Linked DNA regions of Mus musculus: region 1 is linked to region 2. Evidence: chromatin contacts called from public HiChIP or PLAC-seq data. All regions are on one chromosome and are shown on one strand. Each heading gives the region's core, a stretch centred on a gene start, on an enhancer-like site or on the middle of the called end of the contact. The rest is flanking DNA. Distances are from core to core; before and after follow the strand shown. Region 1 has its middle 19 kb from the start of Pif1. Region 2 holds the start of Ankdd1a (ankyrin repeat and death domain containing 1A).

What was found. HiChIP or PLAC-seq counts read pairs in DNA pulled down with a chosen protein or histone mark.
Region 1: an H3K27ac HiChIP or PLAC-seq map of embryonic stem cells shows a contact between it and region 2, with 7 read pairs. The contact joins the enhancer-like site here to the promoter of Ankdd1a in region 2. A contact is called at or near these places in 7 of 39 promoter capture datasets (HPC-7-derived erythroid cells, fetal liver, hematopoietic stem and progenitor cells and 4 more), 3 of 15 datasets of contacts at CTCF or cohesin (CD8 T cells, the G1E-ER4 cell line and embryonic stem cells), 12 of 484 Hi-C or Micro-C datasets (CD8 T cells, bone marrow-derived macrophages, centroblasts and 7 more), 12 of 115 datasets of contacts at active chromatin or transcription factors (the HPC-7 cell line, double positive thymocytes, embryonic hindbrain and 6 more) and 3 of 9 other capture datasets (adipose tissue, liver and pancreatic islet).

The regions. Positions count from the first base shown.
Region 1 is chr9:65,603,056-65,609,239 of GRCm38.p6, reverse strand. No RefSeq gene overlaps it. Among named protein-coding and RNA genes, the nearest start is that of Pif1, 19 kb to the right of the region's middle. Within about 2 kb of position 2,264, at least 45 of the 459 cell types and tissues checked have an H3K27ac peak or open chromatin away from gene starts, as enhancers often do. A contact at or near this core is called in embryonic stem cells, where this site is marked.
Region 2 is chr9:65,514,903-65,522,028 of GRCm38.p6, reverse strand. Ankdd1a (ankyrin repeat and death domain containing 1A) reads left to right here and starts at 1,810. Exons shown (of 15, transcript NM_001370871.1): 1 at 1,810-1,869; 2 at 5,034-5,137. The coding sequence starts at 1,836.

The DNA of each region.
Region 1 (6,184 bases), core at 1,015-3,514, 87 kb before region 2:
CATGAAGGAATGTTTAGCTGAAGCAGACACAAGTGAACGGATGTTTTGCTAAAGCAAGCAGATGAAAGGACGTGTGATAAAGGATTCTTCACTAAGGACATGCATGCATTGGTTTGCCTTAATGCCTTGTTGAGTTTCATTTGTCGAGACTCCATAGAGAGAAACACAACAAAAAACTTCTGGTGGTGTGCTGCGGCTTCTTGCCACTTCCTCAGACTCAGGCTGATTGGCAGAATGATGTCAGCTGAGATAGACTCACAAGGAGTTTTGCTAAGTCAGACTCACGTGCTGAGGCAAGACCCATAGAGGACATGTGATGCTTGGAGGGAGTATAACTAGGACTCAGTGGACTGTGAGAGGGACTTGCTTGACTTGCTTGCATAGCTAAAGGCTTCTTGGTCTCATGTCTTCACTTCTTCGAGAGAGGCACAGCCAAGAAGAGAATTTTTCCTGGTGTTCCTATTGGCCCTGGTCACTCCGATTTGGCTGAAGCTGGGCTCTTCCTGCTAGGTCGTGCCACCTTAAGAGCTCGCCCTGGTGACGTGGGTGCAGGAGTGCTGGCAGGCTGACCAAATCAGCCACCATCCAGGCCCAGATCCAGAGCTGTGAGTTGACCCACCCAAACATCTACCCCCTCTATGAGCTGCTGGAACACGTGAAGGGGCTGGTCTTGCAGATCCAAAGCTGAGGGAGCGCCATGACACAGGGTAACAACAGGATGTCCAAGAGGAGTGCCAGTGAGGATCCAGTAGCAGAAGCCAGATGCCTCGAACCATTACAATCAACATTTAGAAGATGTTTGGACCAAAGGGCACACTGTGACACACCACAGCTTCCACTATGAGATTTTGAATTTTTTTTTATTTTTATTTTTTTAATTTTCTTTTCAGGAGGGGCTTGCAAGGGCAGAAGGTAGATATGTGGGGACAGGACAAGAAGATGAATAGGATTGGTGTGCCTGATGTGAAATTCACAAAGAGTAAAGTTAAATAAATAAACCTTTATAATCCATCAGTGTGACAGAGGCCCAAAGAGAGAAATAGGTTTGACCAAGGATGTAAAGTGTTTCATAGTAGAGTCAGACTAGAAAGACCTCACCAAAGCACTGGGCAGTGGCGGTGGCGCATGCCTTTAATCCCAGCACTCGGGAGGCAGAGGCAGGCGGATTTCTGAGTTCGAGGCCAGCCTGGTCTACAGAGTGAGTTCCAGGACAACCAGGACTACACAGAGAAACCCTGTCTCGGAACAAATGGGAAAAAAAAAATCCCAGCACTCAGGAGTCAGAGGCAGGTGGATATTTGAATTTGAGGCTAGCCTGGTCTACAGAGGGCATCCTAGAACAGCCAGGGATACACAGAAAAACCCTGTCTCAGAAAAAAAGGAAAAGAAAGAGGAAGGAAGGAAGGACTATCACCCCTCCTCTACATAGGCATTGAGACTTGCTGAATCTCCTTCAGTGGACCCAGGGGATTGAGCCCATTGGGGCTCACACACTGGTGAAGTGCCTAGTCCCTAGAAGGCAACATGAGCTGTAAAAGATCCCTGATGTCACCTTTTGAACACTGGAAAGGGTATCTCAGTCATTCAGGGAAACTAGGGGGTTGGGAATGCAGAGATAGGGGAAGGGGTGCTGCCTGGGGAAAAAAATACCAAGAGCAAAAGGGGAAAGAAGGAATCCAGGAAGCCCAGGGCAGAGATACAGGCAAGAGGAATGGTGATCTGGGGAGGGGGGGTGGGGACACAAGGAGATAGAAAGACAAACACGGAATGTCAGTGGGCTTTAAATGGTGCCTGGCCTGGGATCCGGACTACTGTCATGTACCCCAAGCAAAAGAAACCTGTCAGGGCAGGGAAGAAACATTAATCCCTGTGTTCACTAGCTGTGTTGTCCTTGGCAGGCCTCTTGGACTCTCTGAGCCTTGAGTTACAGAATCAAATAGCAGTTGTCTTTCATAAACTGGGCTGTCAGTGGGATCAGTTAGTGGTCAGTCCTCCTGCAGACTCCCCCACTTTCCCTGCTGGCCACTCTAGTTGTGTCCCTTCACCCAGGGCTAGCTATGTATACATCTGTCCTGCATCCAGAATCCTACCTCTTCCCACCTGGACCCCAGCTAGGGCCACACTGTAGCATTCTGGGAGGGCCTCCCTCCAGGATTTGAGCCAATCCTGAGAACCAAATGAAATGCTGGAAGTGATGGACTCAGATCTTCCCAAGACACCCTATGGAAGAGAGAGATTCACATCTGCACCTCCCCAATCCTGCTCTGCCCCACCCCATCCTCTGAGAGGTTAGTGCTCCACCCCCTTTTCCTAAGCTCTGGCCTTGCCTGCCTGCTTCACAAGGAGCCGAATGTTATTTAAAAGATCAGGAGATTTGCCTTAAATAGGCATGGAGTGTTGTGCCAGGGCCGAGGATGAGGGGTGGGAGGAGGCAGCTCTGGTGGAGGAGAGAGCAGGGCTTCTCCAGGGCCAGAACAGCCTTTTTATACCGAGCACAACCCCACAGTTCCAGCCGATGGCATGATCTTTAAACCCCAGGGGTGGAAAAAGTATAGAGGGCAAAGCAGACAGTGCTATGACTCCCTGACACTGGTTCCTAGAGCTTTGGTCCTGACCTTGGGCTGCCTGCCCCTGTCTGTTCTCCCTGCCCCGGCTTGTAAGTAACTGGATGCTTGCCTCACTCTGAATCTCCCCAGGTGAGCTGGTTCTCTGCTTCCTGAACCCAACACCAGTGAGGAAAAAAGTGAAGGGCCACCTGGGGATGTGGCAGACATCTGCAGGGATGCTGAAAGGCAAAGGGAGGGAGCTGAGGCCAAGGGGCTGAGGAGCGAAAGGTGGGCTGGTCTGTACAGCAGCACATGCGCAGCTAGCCCCTGTTTGAGGAGGGAAGCGTAGGTATATAAGGTAGGAAGTAGCGTCTTTAGGTAATAAGAACCAATCTGGGGGGTTTCCCTCTTGCTAGCCCCAGTTTGACACCCCCCACCCCCACCCGGTGCCTTTCGGGAATTTAATTTGTTTAACTGAGATAAGTTCAAGGCTGGCCTTGAACTTCCAGAGACTTATCTGACTCTACTTCCAAAATGCTGAAGTTAAAGGCGGTGCACTCTAAGGCTGTGTCTCCAGGCCCAGTCTTTCTGATTCTGTTGACTGGCTGATCAACAGATGATCAAAACAGGGTTCAGAGGACTTAAGCTGAACCTCTGAAGTCACAGTTGAAAAAAAAAAAAAAGGGAGAGCCAGTGCTTAAAACACAGGAATCAGCCTTTGTGAACCCTGTAACTGGGGCTTATGTTAGACCCGGTTACCAACCGCAGCCTTGACCAGGTACCTAGCTGTTCATACACCAGGGCGCTTTCTCCATAAAGTAGAAACAGTAGTCCCACCCTCCCCCCAGAAAAAGAACAAGGGGTGGGGGTTAAAGAACCCTAAACATGAGCTCCTGTGCACACACCCAGTGGAGGCTTCTGAATAACAGCAAAACCCCTTCTAGCTCAACACCGACTCCGCCCCCAGCTCCTGAGGTGAGGGTGTGCCCCACTCAGGCTGGAGACTTCGGGACAAAAGGATTTGCAGGCTCCAGGGAAAACTTGATTCTTTGGTGCCCTCTAGTGGTCTACGTGCTTGGAGTAGCCAGTAGGGATGGGTAAGATATACCAGGGTCTTACAAGGCATAGCGTCCTAAATAGCTGACCACCCCACCCAGGCAGGAGATGGGATTATACTCGCATAGTCCATGAAATGTTCAGAGTGTCTTCTTTATTGATTGATTGATTGGTTGGTGTTGTTATTTTATGTTATTTTATTTTTGAGATACGTTTCTCTGTAACTGCCCTGGCTGTCCCTGAAACTTGCTTTGTACAGAGGCTGGTCTAGAACTCACAGAGATCCACCTGGCTCTGCCTCCTGAGTGTTGAGATTAAAGGTGTGTGTCACCAGCATCTGGTCATTTTTTGTTGTTTGGGTTTTTTGGTTTTTGTCTTTTTGGTTTTATTTTTTGAGACTGGGTTTCTCCGTATAGCCCTATCTACCCTAGAACTTAACTCTGTAGACCAGGTTAACCCCAAACTCAGAGATCCATCTGCCTCTGCCTCTGCCTCCCAAGTGCTAGGATTAAAGCCATGCCTGGCTAGAGTGTCCACTTTTTTCTTTAAAGTGGCCACATTTTTTTTTGTTTTTTGTTTTTTTTTAAAGATTTATTTATTTTATGTATATTAGTATACTGTCACTGTCTTCGGACACACCAAAAGATGGCATTGGATCCCCATCACAGATGGTTTTGGGCCACCATATGGTTGTTAAGAATTGAACTCAGGGGGCTGGTGAGATGGCTCAGTGGTTAAGAGCGCCAACTGCTCTTCTGAAGGTCCCAAGTTCAAATCCCAGCAACCACATGGTGGTTCACAACCATCCGTAACAAAATCTGATGCCCTCTTCTGGGGTATCTGAGGATAGCTACAGTGTACTTACATATAAATAAATAAATAAATAAATCTTAAAAAAAAAAAAAAGAATTGAACTCAGGACCTCTGGAAGAGCAGTCAGTGCTCTTAACCACTGAGCCCTCTCTCCAGCCCGAGTGTCCACTTTTTAAAATGGTTGTGCTGAGAGCTGTGGAAATACAAAAGTACCTCAGCCAGGTCTCTTGGGACCAGGAGATCAGCCTCATCCTGAGGCGATTTATTAAACTATTAGCCACCTCAGATGGAGATCCCAGGGGTCACTGAGGCAAGGGAACAAGCAGCCAAAACTAGGGCTCCCTCTCTGCCAGAGGCACTTTTGAGAAGTGTCAGGCACTGTGGCAAGCCTATCTCCTGCCTGCTTCCTGACTGACTCACCTGGTGAGTTTTCATGCCATCCTCTTAAGGACAGGCCTGCTTGAAAGCAGACCGTCACCCGGCTAGGCACGTAACTTAGCTAGCGTTCCAGAGACCCAGTGTTCCATTCCAGACGGCATAAGCTCAGCATAGTGATGTACCCTGTAATCCCACCACTCCAAAGGAGAATGCAGGAGGATCGGAAGTTCAAGGGATGGGGTGGGTTGGGGTGGAGAGATGGCTCAGTGGTTAGGAGCACTGACTGCTCTTCCAGAGGTCTGGAGTTCAATTCCCAGCAACCACATGGTGGCTCACGAGCATCTGCGATGGGATCCGATGCCCTCTTCTGGTGTGTGAAGACAGCACATTGTACTCACATATGTAAAATAAACAAATCTTTTTAAAAAATGATTTACTCTCATCCACCTGACTTTGTGCAGCCCTCCTATTGGAAAGTGGGACTGGGAAATCCATTAGTAGGATGGAGACAGGTAGGAGAGTGCCCCCTAGAGGCAACAGCATTCTTTAACAATGTAGGCCCCGACTGCATCCTCTCTTTCCTTCATCCCCTGCTGTTGCCTGCCCCACTCCATAGTCTACAGTAGCTTTGTGCTTTGGAGAGGCCAGTGTTCCACCACTATCCTGAGAGACCTATCCTGAGAGACTTTCCGATGCAGGAAACAGTCCTGTGGTTGAGGACAGCCCAGTGCGTGTGCTCAGACTCAGGAATAGACCATTCTGCTTAGAAAGCCTAAGTGGGGAAAAGTGCTTGAGCCAAGGCTGGAGGGGCTAGTTTGGACTGTTCAGTCTAGAAACAAGTCCAGGCCAGAGAGGGCGTCCAGAACACAGGCTCCCCCTGCCGGGCCCCCTTCAGCTCTGCTTCTAGTCCTGGCTCAAATGTCCCCTTCTCAGAGCCCCTCTCCGTGACCATCTGTGATAACAACTCTTGGTTTTCAACTTGACTCCATCAGGAATTAACTAGAACCCAAGTGTCTGGGTACACCTATGACAGATTTTTTTTTCCTTCTTAAATTTGATTATTTGAAGTGGGAGACTCACTTTTAACCTGGATCTTTTAAGGTAGTTAAGATCCACCTTTAATGTGGGCCGTACCTCCTTCTGGCAGCCTTTATAAAGGATGCGGAAGAAGGAAACGTCTTTGCGTTCTTTCTGACAAGCCCATGCCTTCACTAGCATTAGAGACTACTTCTTCAAGATTCTAGCAGATACTAGAAAGCTGCCAAGGCCTCCAACTCATACAACAAACAACTACAGGATTATTGGGCCTTCTATTGGTAGACAGTTATGGTTGGACTAGCTGAACCCCAGCCTGTAAGCCATTCTAATAAGTACTTTTTTTTTTTTTTTCA
Region 2 (7,126 bases), core at 561-3,060:
ATTTATTACAGGTAGGGTCTTACTATGTAGCCAGGCCTGGGCTATGGTGCCCAGTCTAGACTCTGCATCCTAAGTGCTAAAACTGTGTGTGTGCACACACAGGCAAAAATACTATATGCAGGAAAATGCTCAGGTACATAAAAAAATTTTTTTTAATTAAAAAGCCTTCAAATCTGAAATGTGGAAAAATGTTAATCTGCAGCACTATTCTTCTATCTTCTCTGTAGCTTTGATCATGTCTAAATAGCATGCCGGGGCAAAAATCATCCCTCTACATAAAAAGACTTTTATCTGTTCCAGAGGGAGGCTCCACAGCCAAGCAAGCACTTGGGTCTTTTGAAGCCAAGCACTGAGAAGTCTTTTGGAGCTGAAATAAATCTTCTGGTCATTTGCCACCGGTCAGAGCATCCCCTCCAGCAAGGGCAGGGTGGGACTAAAATCCAGAGACATCTGGGCAGTGTCCAAACATCACACAAGCTCAGGGAACTGCAAACATCTGCACTGGGCTCCCATCGTGGGGCAGTCTGCCGTCCTGTCCCGCTCTCTCCTCCTTTTATGCTTCTGTTCATCTAACGAAGAACAAAACAGCACACAGAGAAGCAGAGAAGATGGGCAGCAAAAGGACTCAACAGATGTAATACTGCCACGCTCAAGAGCCTGTGTGAATTTTTGAGCTTCTTCGGGAGGCAACGGGTGGCTCCGGGGTATCCCAGCATCTTGCAGTATGGTCAGAGTCTTGACTGATACTTGACTCTGGAGGGAAGCTGACGTGGAAGATCACGTGAGCCGGTGTGTTGGAGACCAGCGTGGACAAAAAGCTAGATTTGGTCTCAGAAGACAAAACACACCAACAGTAAACAAAGGAGAAAAAAAAAACACCCAAATTTTTGTTTCTTTTTAATATTAAATTACAGGGAAATGGGCCCAAAGCCTAGTGTGATTTGACTGTCATGGAATTATAAAATTGTGACCACGCTCTAACAATTAAAGGCTATGTCAACGTGGAGAAGTGGAGAATGTTGGAGGCACAGTTAACACTGGGAATTTGACGCTTCAGCTAGTCTCCAAAAAGAATGACAGGGATCTAGTCTGCTGAGGGGAAAGGGTTGGAAGAGCATTCCACACGGAAAGGAATAGCAGTTTCTTAGAGCAGCAGGCAGCGCAGAGGGTGGCTCATTTTACTGGAGGAATTTTTACAATGTTAATTTCATTGATTTGTTTGCCTTTGATTTATTTTACTTCCTTCGGGTTGAAAAGTCTTTTCCCTCCTTTCTGCCAGTCTGGATTCCAGAATGCCAGCCTTAGGCTGCTGCCACCAGCGGAGTGTACTCGCTGGGACAACTGCACCGTCTGCTCTGGCATCTGGCATATGGCATCCTCCAGCTTTCTCCGTGTTTCTGTTTGTTTGTTTGCGTTTGGTTTTAGCCAATCTAAGTAACGTAATTTATATCTCGTTATTGTTGTAACCCGATTTTTCTGATCCTGAATACATCTTTTGTCCTATGTCCGTAGGCTTGGTGGGGTAGTAGGGGTCTGAAGTGTCCAGTGTGGGAGGGCTTGTTGAGGCATCAAGGTTGGGAGGTCCCAGGGGGATTGCGCGCAGGGACCTAGGCAGCTTGAAGGCGTGTGTGTGTGTGTGTGTGTGTGTGTGTGTGTGTGTGTGTGTGTGTGTAAGCTGTGGGTGCCCGGGTCGGATTCGCGGATGGGCTGATAATGAGCAGGGGCTACAGAGAGATGCAAAGCCTCCACCACCCACTCCCCGCTCTGCGCGCTCCCAGCTCTGCGCTCTCCCCGCCCTGGCAACTAAACGCCTAGCACCAGCCGGGAGCTGCAGGATGGAGGAGGAGCTGGCTTGGGAGACCCACGGCTGTGAGTCCCAATGCCGCTGGCGGGGGCGGGGCGGAGGATGGGGGGGGGTGCGCAGAAAGAACGGATGCCTGGTGGGAGGACCCCAGGTCACAGAGGGTGACCCAGAGAGAGGCTGGCCCTTGGCCTGGACACCTCTGTCTCAGTCTTCTCTGTGGCTTCCGAAAAAAAAAAAAAAAAAAAAACAGAAGAATGCCGCACAGGTGTAGGGCACAGTGGCTGAACATCTGGGACTCAGGGTGTCCTGAACAAGGCAAGCTCGAGTGACAACGATCCTTGATAATAACTTGCTTTGTGTGGCAGTCCTTAAAGCAGGTCAGGCCAGTCTTCTGTCTTTGCTACTATATGGGTTGGGCCTACTGACATCTCCATTTTTCAGATGAGAGGGCTGAGAGACAGGGTGAGGTCACATGACTGTAGAAATGCTGAAATCAGGAATAGGAGCACACACAATTTGGCCGGTAGAATGTTTGTTTAATATGCACAAGGCCGTGGGTTCAATCCCAAGCACCATGTAAAACCAGGCGTGTGGCACACATCTGTAATCCTAGCACTGGGGAAGTAGAGGCAGGAGGATCAGGAATTCAACATCACCTTCCATCCTTGGCTACACAGGGAGTCCAAGGCCACCTGGGCTACATGAGACCCTGTCAGCCACCACCACCACCACCACCACCACCACCACCAAAACAAACACTTAAAGATCTCAGTTCACCCAGAATAAAATGGGGTGTAGACACCATATCAAAGAAGGAACCAGGGCCTAGGAAAGAGGTGCTGTGGTCAGCCCTATCCCTGTGTGAGATAAGGAACTTCAGAGCCTCTTTCAGAATGTACTTAGAACCAGGACATCTCAATGTGTGGGAAGCATGCATGTAGCTGGGAGACCTTTGGTGCCCTGCCTGGGAGAGGAAAGAGGACTGAGCCATCAGCTCCTTTGAGAAGTCTTAGTCCTGCTGCCCAGTCTGAGCCCTGCCCACTGAACCCGGGAGAGCTTTCTCAAATCCCCATAGTCCTGCCCACTGGACTTCAAAATGCTGAAGCCAGCTGTTACCATCCTCCCAGATGAATGAGGAATGGGGACTGGGCTCCCTTAAGCCTAAGTGTGGCTTTAAAATTTTGTATTATTATTATTATTATTATTATTATTATTAACAGATTCTCACAGTATATTCCTGGGGTTGTCTTTGAATTCACTATGTAGACCAGGCTGTAGATTTGCCTACCTCTCCCTCCAAGTGTTGGGACTAAAGATATGTGCCTTGCTTTGTTATTTGTTTGTGTGTGCTTATGTGTACCGGAAGAAACCAGAAAAAAGGCATCAGATCTCCTAGACCATAGTTATAGGCAGTCACCAGATGTGGGTGCTCATAACCAAACTCAAGTTCTCTGTAAGGAGCAGCACTTAAGCACTAAACCATCTCTCTGTAGGCCCCCTCAGCCCCACCTTTTAAAGAGACAGGGTCTCATGTAGCCCACATTGAATTTCAGCTTGCTGTCCTTGAACTCCTGACCCTCCTTCATCTCCTAAGTGTGCACCGGTTATTTCAGAGAGGTCACAGAGTTCTGCTGGGGTCAAAGGATCCTTAAGGATTCTCCCAGCCAAAGGGAGAGCAGTGAACTTGAGGGTGTGTGACTCTGAGCAGAAGACCCAGCGCCCATAAAAGCTCAGGTGTCAGAGAGCCTGGTGTGCGTTGCTGAGGCTGGAGATGTGTGGGGCGAGCGAGCAGCATGGGACAGGCAAGGTTTCATTCTAACTCTGTCACTTCAGTGCATGCTTTCCCCGCCAAGTCGCTGGCTCTCTGTCCCTGGATGCACAAAGGACCAGGCTCATGTGTGGAGGGCAGGGGACAACTTTCAGGAGTTGATGCTCTCCTTCTACCTTGTTTTAGAGATAGCATCTCTCTTGCTGTTTCTGCTAAGTTGTGGAGCATACTCCAGACTGGCTGACCTACAAGCATCTGGCAGTTCTTCTGCCTCCTATCTAATGCCAGAACTACAGATACACTCCACTGCAATTGGCTCTTCACACAGGCCCTGGGAATCGAACTCACGTTGTCAGGCTTGTATGCCAACACCTTCACTTTTATTGAACCATCTTGAGCTTTCTTTTACTTACTTACTTACTTACTTACTTAATTAATTAATTAATTTGTGTGTGTGTGTGTGTGTGTGTGTGTGTGTGTGTGTGTATGTGTGTGTGTGTGTGTGTGCAGGTACTCATGATGTGCCTGTGGAGGTCAAGCACACTTTTGGGAGTCAGCTCTTTCCTTCCACTATGTGGGTCTTGGGGATTGAGTTTGGGCTGTCAGCCTTGGTAGCAAATGTCTTTACCAACTGAGCCATCTCACATCTCCCCCCGCTTTTTTTTTTTTTTATAGATTTTTTTTTTTTGTGTGTATGCCCATGTCTGTGTGTGACTATGTGCGAGGGTGCCTGCAGAGGTCAGAAGAAAGTGTTGATCTCCTGAAGTTAGAGTGATGGGCAGATACAAGCCTTCCAAGATGGCTGCCAGGATCTAAACTCAGATTCTCTGAAGGAGCCATAAATGCTCATAACAGTGGACTTGTCCTTTACAGTACATTTTTGTCTATTTCTTTTGTGTATATATATGTAGGTATGTTTGTACCAGAGTGCTCATGTAGATGTCAGAGGGCAATTTGCAGAAGAACATTTTCTCCTTTCTACCACGTAGGTCTGGGGTATCAAACTTGGGGCTCCAGGTTTGGCAGCAAGCATTTTTACTCTCTGGTCCATCTTGACAACCACTTTGTTCTTTTTAAATCGACTTCTAGGGCTCTGAGCCCAATCGCTCAGGTGTTCACGTTTGCAAGGCACGCCGTTTACCTAAGCCATCTCCCTGTGCCCTGAAGGGAGAGAGAAGGCAGAGAAGGGAGCCTGCTAGCCAGGCAAAGCAGATGTGGAGGTGAAAGGGTTAAAATTAAGGGCAAGGAGAGAAGAGGTAGAGAAATAAGGAATAAGAAGGTCTAAAAATGGGAGACTCCACCTCGGGTCTCCCTCAGGGTGGCACATTAAATCCACACAGTCATTCAACCTGGGTTGCCTCAAAGGTGGTCAAAGGTTGGGAATGACCCAACCATCCCCAAACACATCCCCAAGAGAATGGGGGTCCCTTCCTCTCATCCCAACCCCCTCTTTCTCCTTAGTGCTTCCCCTGGAGAGACAGCTCCATGAGGCCTCCCGCTGGAATCAGGTGGAGAGGATGAAGGAGCTGTTTGAGAAGAGAGTTAACATCAGGGCTAGAAACCATGTGAGTATGACCCAAACTGACCGACCTTACAGTGCTGCTACCCTATGGGACAAGTCCCTGTGCCACAGGTCACGTGTTTGTGTGCATTGACTTGTGGGAAGGCCCGTGCTGTGTCCATTGCCTGAACTGGTCTGAGGGTCAGGATTCCAAGCCAGGCTTTGGCAGTTCCAGAGCTCAGGCTACGAGTCCGTGTGACTCAGCTGGATGGCACATCTAAAAGACAAAGGTGGGGAGGTGTAGTCAGCAGGATTCTGGGGACCATGAGGGACTGGACTCCAGACTCGGGGAGTGTGTGTGAAGCAGCAGTCGGGTTTGGCTCTCTTAACACCCGCTGTCCCCACCGTGTGTGAGAAGCTGGGGAGGCACAGGCCCATTTTGGTAGTCTGGTAGTCAGGCAGGGAAGCACTAGGGTCCATGGTTTTGCTGGGGAAGAGGATAGAGGAAGGAGCATGTCTTCTAAGTGGACATTAAAGGCAGGCCCAGATATCATACAGGGTAGCCCCTCTCTGACTCAGAACTCTGGCTCTGAGGAACTTCTTGTGTGATATACTAGGCCATGATTAGCAGGCATTGGCTGCAGGATCCTTGACAGCAGCAGAGGCTGCACTGTCTGGGGTGATACACCATGGTGTGACTTCAGTCTTCAGAGCCAGCTTGGGGATGTAGGAATAGTAACAAGAATTATGAGTCCAGGGTTCTGGTTTTCAGAGCGCTCCAGCTGCTTGGTGGCTGCCATTCAGCCCTGAAGAGATGTGGAGAGTAGGAAGTCTTGATCCTATGTATGGGTCGAGGCAGGTGCAGTAGGGCAGAGGCAGGTTACTTTAGGTCCTGCAGCATGTGGCTGGTGACTGAAGCTTTGGTCTCAGCTCCTGGATAAATAAGTACCTGCAGGGAAGCATGGTTTTTTAAAGATTTATTTATTTATTTTATGCATATGAGTACACTGTAGCTGTCTTCAGACACACCAGAAGAGGGCATATGATCCCATTACAAATGATTGTGAGCCACCATGTGGTTGCTGGGAATCGAACTCAGGACCTCTGGAAGAGCAGTCAGTGCTCTTAACTGCTGAGCCATCTCTCCAGCCCTTTTATTTTCTTTTAAACATTTATTTTATGTATGGTAAGCATGGTCTTGTAGGATGACAGCACTTTGTCTGTTTGTCCATCCATCCATCCATCCATCCATCCATTATTCATCTTTTCACTAGCTATATCAACTTACATACTTATTGATGTCCTCATTCTTTGATTCAATGTATTCACTCATGCACGTTGGCTCATTCATTCATCCATCCATCCATTCACTGAGGGCTACCCTGTGCTAGGTGCTGGAAACAGAGCAGAAGCCATGGAGTCTGGTGGGGTAGCAAAGACAGCAAACCAATGGCCTCATTCCCACTGTGATAAGCTTTCCTATAAGCACAGGGGGTGGCCCAAGGGCTTTGTCCCACCTGGAGATATTCCAGAAAGCTTCCAGAGTGAGGTGAAACAGTGCTTTAGGTGAGGGGATGGTGAGGCAGAAGCTCTGAAGGAGAGAGGTCAGGTCTCCAGAGATTACATAGAACAGTAGAGTTTCTGTGTGCCGCCTCTCATAAGCAGCAGGGAAGTGGATTCCACAGATGGAGGCTGGTGGCCCAGCATGCTCAGATGGACTGAGGGCCAGAAACTAGAATGAACTCCTGGGGTGGTGGAGAGTGAGCCAGCCGGCCAGACCCTGTCAGCTCACTGTGAAGGAAGGGCCAGACACTCTGTTTCCCTTGGGGACTTTGAGAGCTGTCTTAGATCACATGTGGCTTCCCAGGGAAGAAAGGTTTGGAGCTGGAAACCATCTGGCCCCTCTGAGAAGCACTGGTGGGGAGCGGGGGAAGTGCCAGACCACACTGGGTGTTGTAGGTCCACTCCAAGAGCAGTGAGGAGAAGCGGTGAAGAGTCTCAGGCAGGGACAGATGGGCCTAATCAGTGTATCTTATGATTTGTACCATATCAG